Regions from separate parts of the Zea mays genome. Here regions 2 and 3 are each linked to region 1. Evidence: chromatin contacts called from public Hi-C data. All regions are on one chromosome and are shown on one strand. Each heading gives the region's core, a stretch centred on a gene start, on an enhancer-like site or on the middle of the called end of the contact. The rest is flanking DNA. Distances are from core to core; before and after follow the strand shown.

Region 1 (3,164 bases), core at 320-2,819:
CTCCCTCCGAGTAGCCATCAAAGGATTGCTGCTCGAACAGATCATGCTGGTTCCTGACAACCTGAAGGTGTCCACTGACCGCTGGTTCCGCAAACCTGCTGCTCTCGAACGTCGCTGCTGGCATCTTGTTGAGCTCATTGCTTATGTTCTTGATGACCTTGTCCAAGTCCTCGGTTATGCCCAGGAGGTCGTCGTCCATGAGCTGCTGCGCGATGGCGCTGCACCTTGTGACGAGGTCCTTGGCGAGGTCAACATTGGCAGCCAGATACTCCATCACGTGCAGCGCGTTGGCTGGGGAACCCTGCACCTTCTGCGCCTCCACTGACACTGTGGGCAGGGCTCCATGGTGGAGGTGGCTGCCGACATCCATGAAGCTCTCGTGCTCAGCATCGACGGCGGCTGCCGCTGAAGGCATCAGCTCGGAGATGGCTGCTAGAACAGACTCGGCGAGTGATGCCTTCCTGGCCTGCGCCTCACTTCGCTGAAACAAAGCGAAAGTGCACATTAGGCACCAAAGATGTTTTTTTCTTTTCTTTATTTTTTTTGCTTTTGGTGTGGAAAAGGGTAGTTCAGACTTCAGACTAGGAAGTCGTAAAGAAGAAACCTACCAAACTTTGTTCGATACAAAAGTACAATTCTGCAATCTTAAACTGATAGGGATTGATTCTAGACAATTGGTGAATAGTGGTATAATAATACTACAGAGGTGGCCACTCCGCACCCCACCAAAAAAAAAATCATGATGGTATTCACGGCAGAAACTATGGCAGATTGGTTTGTACGTTAGCTGCTGTCTGCTGGACTGGACTTTCCAGTTCTCATGGTCCTGGAAGGAACATGAAGAACATCTAAGAACACATGCTTTCTCCTGTCAGCACTATACGCACTTGGATTGTAATTTGACAGGTTCATCTGGCCCCAGCACCTTCGAAACTCATTGAGGATGTCCTGATTTTTCTCAATTTGAAATAAGAGGAAGATGCCCTAATTCGTGGCAAAGGCACAGTGATTAAAAGGAGAGAACAACAAGAACAGCGATTTTGGGGGGGGGGGGGGGGGGGGGGAGGGGGAGGGAGGATCACATCCCCAAAACTCTGGTAATTTCCCCGCCCAAACCATTTTAAGTCACAAGGAACTGCATCCAAATAAGCAATCAAGTCAGGCAGCGGAACATACCTGCATCCAACCAAGAAGCTGAAGAAACTGGACTTTCCTCTTCTCCCCCTCGACTCGTCCCCTGAGCAGCGGCGGCCAAGTTAGCACCCGGGGAGCATTCTTCTCTCCCCCGTCGTCGTCTTCCTCAGCTCCATGCCACAGCTACAGTGCTACACCAAGTCACCCAGGCATGGTGCCCACGTCTGCCCAAGCACAGCGCCACACGCAACGCAGCAGCCGAGGTAGAAAGGATGGAGACAAACGGAGAGGGGAGAGAGGGATAGTGGTGGGAGACCGCGCTGGCAGCTCGCGGACCCAGTCGTCGTCCAATCCAAACAAGGGCAAGGTCACTCGCACCGCCCTCGGAGTCGGAGTCGGAGTCGGAGTCGCTCCTGTTGGGCAGAGGGCGCCCCCTTTTTTTCTAATCACACAGCTCACTCACTTGTTTACCAGCAGCAGGCAGGCAGGCAGCGCACCACGGGCTGGACGGGAAGAGTACAAAGATGTTGACCTTTTTTCTTAACCAGGAGCTGGTTATTTCTCATTCTCTTCTCATCAGTCGGCAAGTGCCACGGGAGGAAGAGACAGGAACGCTGGCTTGCAACGCACACCACCACGCGTCGCGTCGACCGTGCTGGGCGTTTTGAGGGATAGATTTCACGGCAAGTCTAGGAAAAGTAAAGCAGAGTGATGACCACACTGTGCAAGCTGTTTTTGTTGGCATCAGCTCGACTCTGCATTTGGAGACCCGGGAGGGTACGCCAACGGTTCTTTAATGGAGATCGTTAGGAACCATCAGTGGCAGTGGGCCTACAGAGTCATTGTGTTGACTATATGCCTAAAAACAATTTTAATATATAAAAATAATAACAGACCTTTAAAATAGAAGCTTATTAGTAAGTATATATACATTGTGTGAATGGACACCCAAGTTGTTGCCGCCCTTTCTCTCCATGCACACGTCGTGCGAGTACACGGGTATCGTGATGTTTTTATTCTTGCATGTGTGCATGCTATAGAGAGATATTGTCGTTGTTGTGACATCGGTAAGAAAATGTGGGGAACGTGGGTGAATGTGTTCCCGTTGCTAGTATGTTGTTGTGACATCGGTAAGAAAAATGTGGAGAACGTGGGTGAATGTGTTCCCGTTGCTAGTATGCGAGGATGTACAACTACTATTGCATCAACATGCTCTTCTTTCGTCCCTCTATGCGTGTAGTAATAATGATCCATGATTATTTGATCGCATATTGTCTTTGTTGAGTGTGGTAGATATATGTCATCGTTCGGGGAACACATACCCTCGGCAACCTCCAAGACACATTCAAGGATCCCAGTATAGAAGCTATTTGCATGGACTATTATGTTGGGATCACCATTTCAAGGCTCCAAGCCCCGTAGACTTCCCTTGGCACTAGCTAGAAGAGCTTGAAGCCAGGAGGCTTGACATTACTGCGCCCAAACAAAAAAATATGCACCAAGACTTGTACAGGCAGAAGGGACCTAGGGCCCATCTACCATAGACAAACCTTAGGCCCTAGGTCATGTAGTGCCAAGAGAAAGCTAAGGAAAAGAAGTAATATAATCTCTCGAGAACTCTTGCACCCTGAGGCGATAGTTATTAGTTTTAAGCCCTCGAAACCCCCTCGTGCGCCCGGGATATTCGTGAGTATAATAAACCTCTGGACCCCTCATAACACATTTGCCAATTCTTCCATTCTCTTTATTGATTTCCTTTCCTGATATAGTTACAAGCATTTGAGTGGTTACACAAGTTTGATTACAAATTACCTTACGACGTGTTCAAAGTGTTCAAAGGAAAGTACATTGTGAAGGCTTGAGAGACAGAGCTCTACGAACCTTCGTGTGAGTACGTGAGCTCTCAATCAAAAAAGTGTAATGTGTGTGGACACCGTTCTCACCTATTTATAGGGGCACAACATTGTACAACTTCGTATAAAATCACAACAATGTTCCAATCCCTATGTATGGAGTTTATAATACCAGTG
Region 2 (3,164 bases), core at 254-2,753, 210 kb after region 1:
TATATTTGGTTATTACTAGACTTACTTTCTATTGTTTGAACCTAAACAGTTCTTCTGTCTTCTCTTGCAATGCTGATTCGTGCATGCTTTTTCAGTTTACTGATCTCAGACTTAAAATAGCTTGGTTCGGTCAACTCATCGGTGTGTAATCTGCAATGTAGATTCGTGCATCTCTTTTTTATTGACGCTTGAAAGCAAAATGCATATCCTAATTTTGGTTGATGAATCTGTGGAATATTCAGCAATCCAAGCTGACTCGAGGTCACTTGCAACGTTACTTCTGATCTGAAATATTCAGGTTTCTTTATGAAAAGAGAATGCTTTTAACATCTCAATTATATCAGTTTTAGATCACATGCGACCATCTTCAATCATGGTGTACAAGATGAAAGACTGTTCTCATTCTTAACTACTGCAGGCAAAGCGACTTCCAGACAGGGAAGCAATGGTTTCACATATTCTTAGAGGGTCCAAGGTTCTTTGATGGGGGAGATGCAACAAGTGAGCATGGACTAGATAGATCTAATGTTTAGTATGCTAACTGAAGTATTAGAGCTTTATCTCTGAAATGAATGTTCTTCGCTAAGGTAACTTGTTGATATAGAATATCATCTTGAGAGGTATATGTTTGTGCGTTGTTACAAAATTAATTTGATAACATACATTGATATACCAAAATTATTGTATTTTATTATATTGATTCCGTAGCAACGCACGGGCATATACCTAGTAAATTTTAAGTTATTTTCGAGCTTTGTTACAAAGCGGGTCTTGGACCGCCCGGTACGATAGCACGACACACCACAATAGTCCGACACGACCCGTTTTAAACTAGTTGGACCGTGTTTGGGCTTAGATTTTGGGCCACAGATGATCACGACACGACTCACTATTTTTCCGTGTCGTACCATGGCCCGATTAAATCGGCACAGCCCATACTCGGTCCATGCCGGCACGACACGACCCATTGGTTACATATAAATAGATAGAAGCTTTATTTTTTGAGCTCTGTTACAACGCGGGTCTTGAGCTGCCCAGCATGGTAGCACGACACGGCACGATAGCCCAACACGACACGTTTAAAACTAGCCGGTCGTGCTTGGACTTAGACTTCTACCCACGGACGGACATGACACAACTCGCTATTTATCGACGGACGAGCACAACACGACCCATTGGCTACATATGGTTTCACTCAAGTGGCTACATATGGTTTCACTCAAGAGTCACAATCACATCAAAAAGTTTGAATGGTAATTATGATTATGAAATATAATCTAATTATAAAACTAACTATACATGAATAATTAAAAGATGAGATTAAATTTTATTTAATACTTAGGAGATATTTTGTTTCTAGGGACTAATTTTTTGTCCATTCATTTTATTCTATTTTAGTATCTAAATTGTCAAATACAAAAACTATTTTTTTATATTTAATAATTTAGATAATAAAATAGAATAAAATATAAACACTAAACATTAGCCCATAAAAACTAAACACATCTCTATATTACACGAACTATACTGAGTTCTTACGAAACACTGAAAACCAAGGGCGAAGATTGCTTTGTTCGACTTTGATCTCGCTCTCGCTCGCAACTCACCTCTCCCTCTCCACTCGCACCTCGCCGCCGTCTACCCGTCTGCTGTCCTAGCCCCGCTTCTGCCGCAGCCATGAACCCTTCCATGCCACCGCCTCCGCCGCGTAACCCTAATTCCTTTTCGTCATCCGCCTCCATGCCACCTTCTCCGCTCCCAAACCCCTCGCCGCCGACGGCACGGCCGGAGGCGGCGTCCGAGCCCGACTTGTCTTCAGCGGAGGTGAACGGTCGCGCTAACCCTAGCACATCCTCCTCGATGCCTCCGCCTCCGCCTCAAAAACCCGCCCCACCGGCACCGCAGATGGAAGCGAAGGCGGCAGAGGCTGAGGGAGGCGCTGTCCCGAGCCCGAGCGTGAGCGGTTCGTCAGCGAAGGAGGCGCCCAACAGCAGCGGGGCCTCCTCCGGCAACAACGTGATGGAGGAAGCGGCCGCGTCGCCGGTGGAGCGGCAGAGGGCTCGCGCGCCGTACGCCATTCCCGAGTGGAGCACCGCGCCGAGCCAACCCTTCTTCCTTGAGGTGCTCAAGGACGGGACGATCGTTGATCAGCTTGACGTGTGAGTTTGCAATTCCCATCCTTTCATCAGTTCTTTGTTAATTTAATGATATTTTTATTTCGTGATTAAGGTGTTTGGTTCCTTAGTCACCCTCCTAAACTTTAAGTGCCTGAACTTTAGTCTCTAGAGTTTCTATTTGGGCCCTGTTTGGGATAGCTACAGTAAATTTGGTGGAGTTGTTGGAGCAGAGTTGTAAGCCTTTAGAAGCTGGAGTTGTAAGCCTTTAGAAAACATTTAAATAAGTCATTTTGTTTATTATTTAAATAAAAAATATTTTTAAAACTAGTTAAATTGATATTATAAACTACAGCTCTACACTGGAGCTGTTTGGCAGTTCAGAAACTAAAAGTGACTAAACTTTTAGTCACTAAAGTTTAGGAGGTGGGAACCAAATAGCCCCTAAGGGCTGGTTTGTTGACCAGGATCACGAGGGGATACATAGGAGAGGAATCCCCTTACTATTTTGAAATGAGTTAACCCTCAATACCCAAATGAGCGTTAAGGATTTCTCCCTCATAGATCCCCTCGTGATCCCTGGTCACCAAATCAGCCATAAGTTGTTGTTTAGTTGTGTGAAATGAGTTAACCCTCAGTACCCAAATGAGCGTTAAGGATTTCTCCCTTATAGTTCCCCTCGTGATCCCTGGTCACCAAATCAGCTCTAAGTTGTTTAGTTGTGTGAAATGAGTTAACCCTCAGTATCCAAATGAGCGTTAAGGTTTCTTACCCTTTTTTTTGTTCACTGCTTTGGCTGTTGCTGCTGATATATAAGTCATGTTGTTTGTTGGCATTACCAAGATTAGAATTGGTGGAATGACCTGTATTACACATATGTTGCAGGTCCAAGAAAGGAGCTTACATGTTTGGTCGAATTGATCTGTGCGATTTTGTATTGGAGCATCCAACCATTTCTCGATTCCATGCTGGTACGTTTTAGCCATTCTCTTTATCAGCCTGACAGTCTTGACTTCGCCATAGTTTGCAAAAGGAAAATTTGGTTACAGC
Region 3 (3,164 bases), core at 311-2,810, 130 kb before region 1:
CCCCGGCGGAGTCGCCAAAAAGTATGTTGACGCCTTTTCGGAGCGGCAAACACTCAACAAGCACCGTGGCGGTGCTCTCTGGTCAGGCGCAGACGGTCCGCGGCCTGGGGCCGGACGGTCCGCGACCTGGCGCAGGGGCTAGGGTCCTCTGCCTGACGGCCGGACGGTCCGCGCCCTGGGGGCCGGACGGTCCGCGCGTACGCAGAGGCGGCGGAAGTCGCCGGCGGCGGCCTGGATCTCGCTCCCGGGAGGGACCCCGTCGGGGAGGAGAGATCCTAGGTGATGTCTAGGCTCGGCAGGCCGACCTAGACTCTTCTAATCGGCGTAGAGTCGAAGAGAAGCGAGAATTTGGAGATCGAGAGGCTAAACCTAAACTAGACTAGAACTACTCCTAGGATAAAATGCGAAATAGAAGTGTTGTTGATTCGATTGATGATAAATCGGCCGTAGACCTCTCTATTTATAGAGGAGGGGGCTGGACCCTTTACACAACTGATTCCGAGCTAATTCCGCGAATCTAGCTAACAACCGTAGCACAAAACTCGGAACCCTAATCTGTTCTGCGCGCGCGCGGACCGTCCGGCCCACAGGCGCGGACCGTCCGGACCGCGGACCGTCCGGCCTCAGGGCTGGCCTGTCCGCACCTCAATTTGGTGCCCAAGAGGCATGTTTTCTTCTCTATCGGATTATTGTGCAATAGCCATAGATATCTTGATGGTTCTATCTGTCCATGAACTGTGTGTTTAATGCGTGTGTCTAAGAGAAAAATAAAAGGGTATATGTTTAGTGGAAGATGTTGTGGGTCTTTAAAACTGGTAGTCATACCGTGTGTTTATATGGAGTCAATGTCTTGAGTTATAAGTCATCAAGGCTGCTATACCATATATAGACCGTGAGAAGCCACCAAGCCCAATACGACAGGAAGTCGTACACATATAATAACACCCCGTTAGCTGAATGAGGACGAGCTACAGAGAGCTCTATAAAAACAGCGATTGTGTTCTTTTTCAACTCATATCTTTCTCGGTCTTTTGGCTAAAATAAAGTATAATATTTATTTCGCTCAACCATTGATTGCATTGCGTGTACGACCTCGTCCTTCCCAACCAATATCATGAAAATACGATTGTGTACCGTCGCAATGCACGTGTATTATACTAGTTTATGCTATAAATGAGACTTATTATGGTAACTCGTGAGCTCAATATCCAATTCGTAATGCGACCAAGCTCAAGCTATTGCGATCGAGCTCAGCCAAGTCTTTACTCGCTGAGCCATTGACAATTTTGCCATTATTATTTGTGGGTTTCGCTATATATCATCGGACCTACAAATTATAGACATAGATGATCCCACCAGTTATAGACATGAGATGACATCATAATATGAAGTCAAAAGTGAAACTGTGAGAGTGACAAAATTATAACTTTCTCTTACTTGCTGGTCATGGAGACGAACCGACCCGACCTCATTTGCAGCCCAACCCGCACTCACCAACAGAAAGGGAAAAGACCATCCTACCCACGCCAGCTCCGGAGTTCCGACGCAACTTCCCATTCCGATCCACATCAGCCCCGTCGCTGTCTCTCCAGGATCTGGAGACCCTACCCGCCTGAGCCCTCAGCCGGCCGCGCGGTGCGGCACCGCACCACCGCCACCGAGCCACGAACCCGCCGGAGTACCGACCCGCCTGCGCCCTCCGCTGGCCGTGCGGCGTGGCAGCGCACCACCTACGGCGGGCTGCGGCACCGCCCCGGCCCTCGCACCAGTTCCGCGGCGACGTGGTCCAGCAGCACCGCCAGGCCGCCTACGGCCATTTCACTCGCGGCTTCTGAGCATCTACCTGCACTTCTTCAATTACCTGCAGCTTTCATCGTATTTCCTTTGCATTGCATACCGTGCAGCCACCTCTGCACATGATGTTTCGGATGTTATCTTATTATTAAAAAACTAGATTTACTCATGTTTTTCTTCCTCTGTCATTATTGCTGATTTGGTAACTAATCTTTCTGTGGGGTTTATGCACTGTTAATTTTTCCCTGTCATTTTAGGTCTAATTTGTATTCGACACTCTCATCGTAGTAACTGCCTCATAGGTTTTGTGCCCTCTGTATACATCTCTATCGGCTCCATGTCCAAGGCACTGCACCACCCTTTTGTTATCAGGTAACAATCCACATCACACCTCCGCCCGAAAAAAAAACTTTTATCAATAGAGTTCTCTTTTTGTTAACCTCCTTTACTTTTACTTTCAGGTTTTAAACCGGCTTTTGGAATTGTACACATGGATCAATTTGTGGGAGTGGAAATTAGAGCAGATTTCTGTGCTTTTTTTTTTCCAGCACATCTGCCAGACTAGTATCATCAGCAATTGTCCATCGCAGCATAGGTACTTATTACTTTTGTAGTCCTATTCTCCTGCATAAGTACGCTATTATTGGTAATCATTTATACGCTGTTACGTTCGATATTTCTTCTGGTCTTCAAATGTTAGTTTTCCACCCTCATACAAGACAACTAGATGTTATGTTTGGATCATATATATAGTGTGTTTGCCACTGTTAAACATGGTGTTTGAGTATTGTAAAACCATACTAAACAAATTCTCTGTCCCTGGATTATTGTATTTGATAGCTTCACATATTCCTTCCATTATTCAACAATTTCTTGATTTATGGATCCACATATGCATGATTGGGGAACGGTAGATCTAAACAGTGAATCTGGACCATACATGCATGAACAACACCGTCCAGATCTAGAACTACCACCAGTAAAAACTACCGCAAGTGGGAAGGAAATAAAGGGTGGGTAGTATCGTTGCCTCGCAGGTTGGGAGAACATGTTTAATTATGCTGCAATGGCTCGATTTAGTTGCCTAGTAGCTGGGACTGGTCCACCAACTTAAAATATATAAGGTACATGTCCACACATATATAGGTAGTGGAGAAGATGATGGCAGAAACAGGAGTTGAAATCAGTCGCAACCGTCCGCTTCACTCTCGCTATGACTGATGAAGATGTTAGGAAATAAAGATAGATATGGTTAGACATATTTGGAGATAATAAAACTCTCAGTATTTATTTTATAACAGAACAAAGTTCAGTCTCTATCGTCTAGAGAAAACAAATCCCTTAATATAAAGATAAGGACAGAATGCTAG

What was found. Hi-C and Micro-C count contacts between places; a contact is called where the count stands out from the background.
Region 2: a Hi-C map of ear shows a contact between it and region 1, with 3 times the contacts expected there. The contact joins the promoter of LOC103638266 here to the promoter of LOC100281455 in region 1. A contact is called at or near these places in 6 of 25 Hi-C or Micro-C datasets (ear, endosperm, leaf and 2 more).
Region 3: a Hi-C map of endosperm shows a contact between it and region 1, with 2.4 times the contacts expected there. The contact joins the promoter of LOC100147736 here to the promoter of LOC100281455 in region 1. A contact is called at or near these places in 3 of 25 Hi-C or Micro-C datasets (bundle sheath, ear and endosperm).

The regions. Positions count from the first base shown.
Region 1 is chr9:38,085,736-38,088,899 of Zm-B73-REFERENCE-NAM-5.0, forward strand. LOC100281455 (ubiquitin-protein ligase) reads right to left here and starts at 1,570. Exons shown (of 4, transcript NM_001361087.1): 1 at 1,177-1,570; 2 at 1-481. The coding sequence starts at 1,182.
Region 2 is chr9:38,295,504-38,298,667 of Zm-B73-REFERENCE-NAM-5.0, forward strand. It overlaps LOC103638266 (kanadaptin), which reads left to right and starts at 1,504. Exons shown (of 12, transcript XM_008661229.3): 1 at 1,504-2,159; 2 at 3,000-3,085. The coding sequence starts at 1,678.
Region 3 is chr9:37,952,131-37,955,294 of Zm-B73-REFERENCE-NAM-5.0, forward strand. LOC100147736 reads left to right here and starts at 1,561. Exons shown (of 3, transcript NM_001358120.1): 1 at 1,561-2,166; 2 at 2,256-2,389.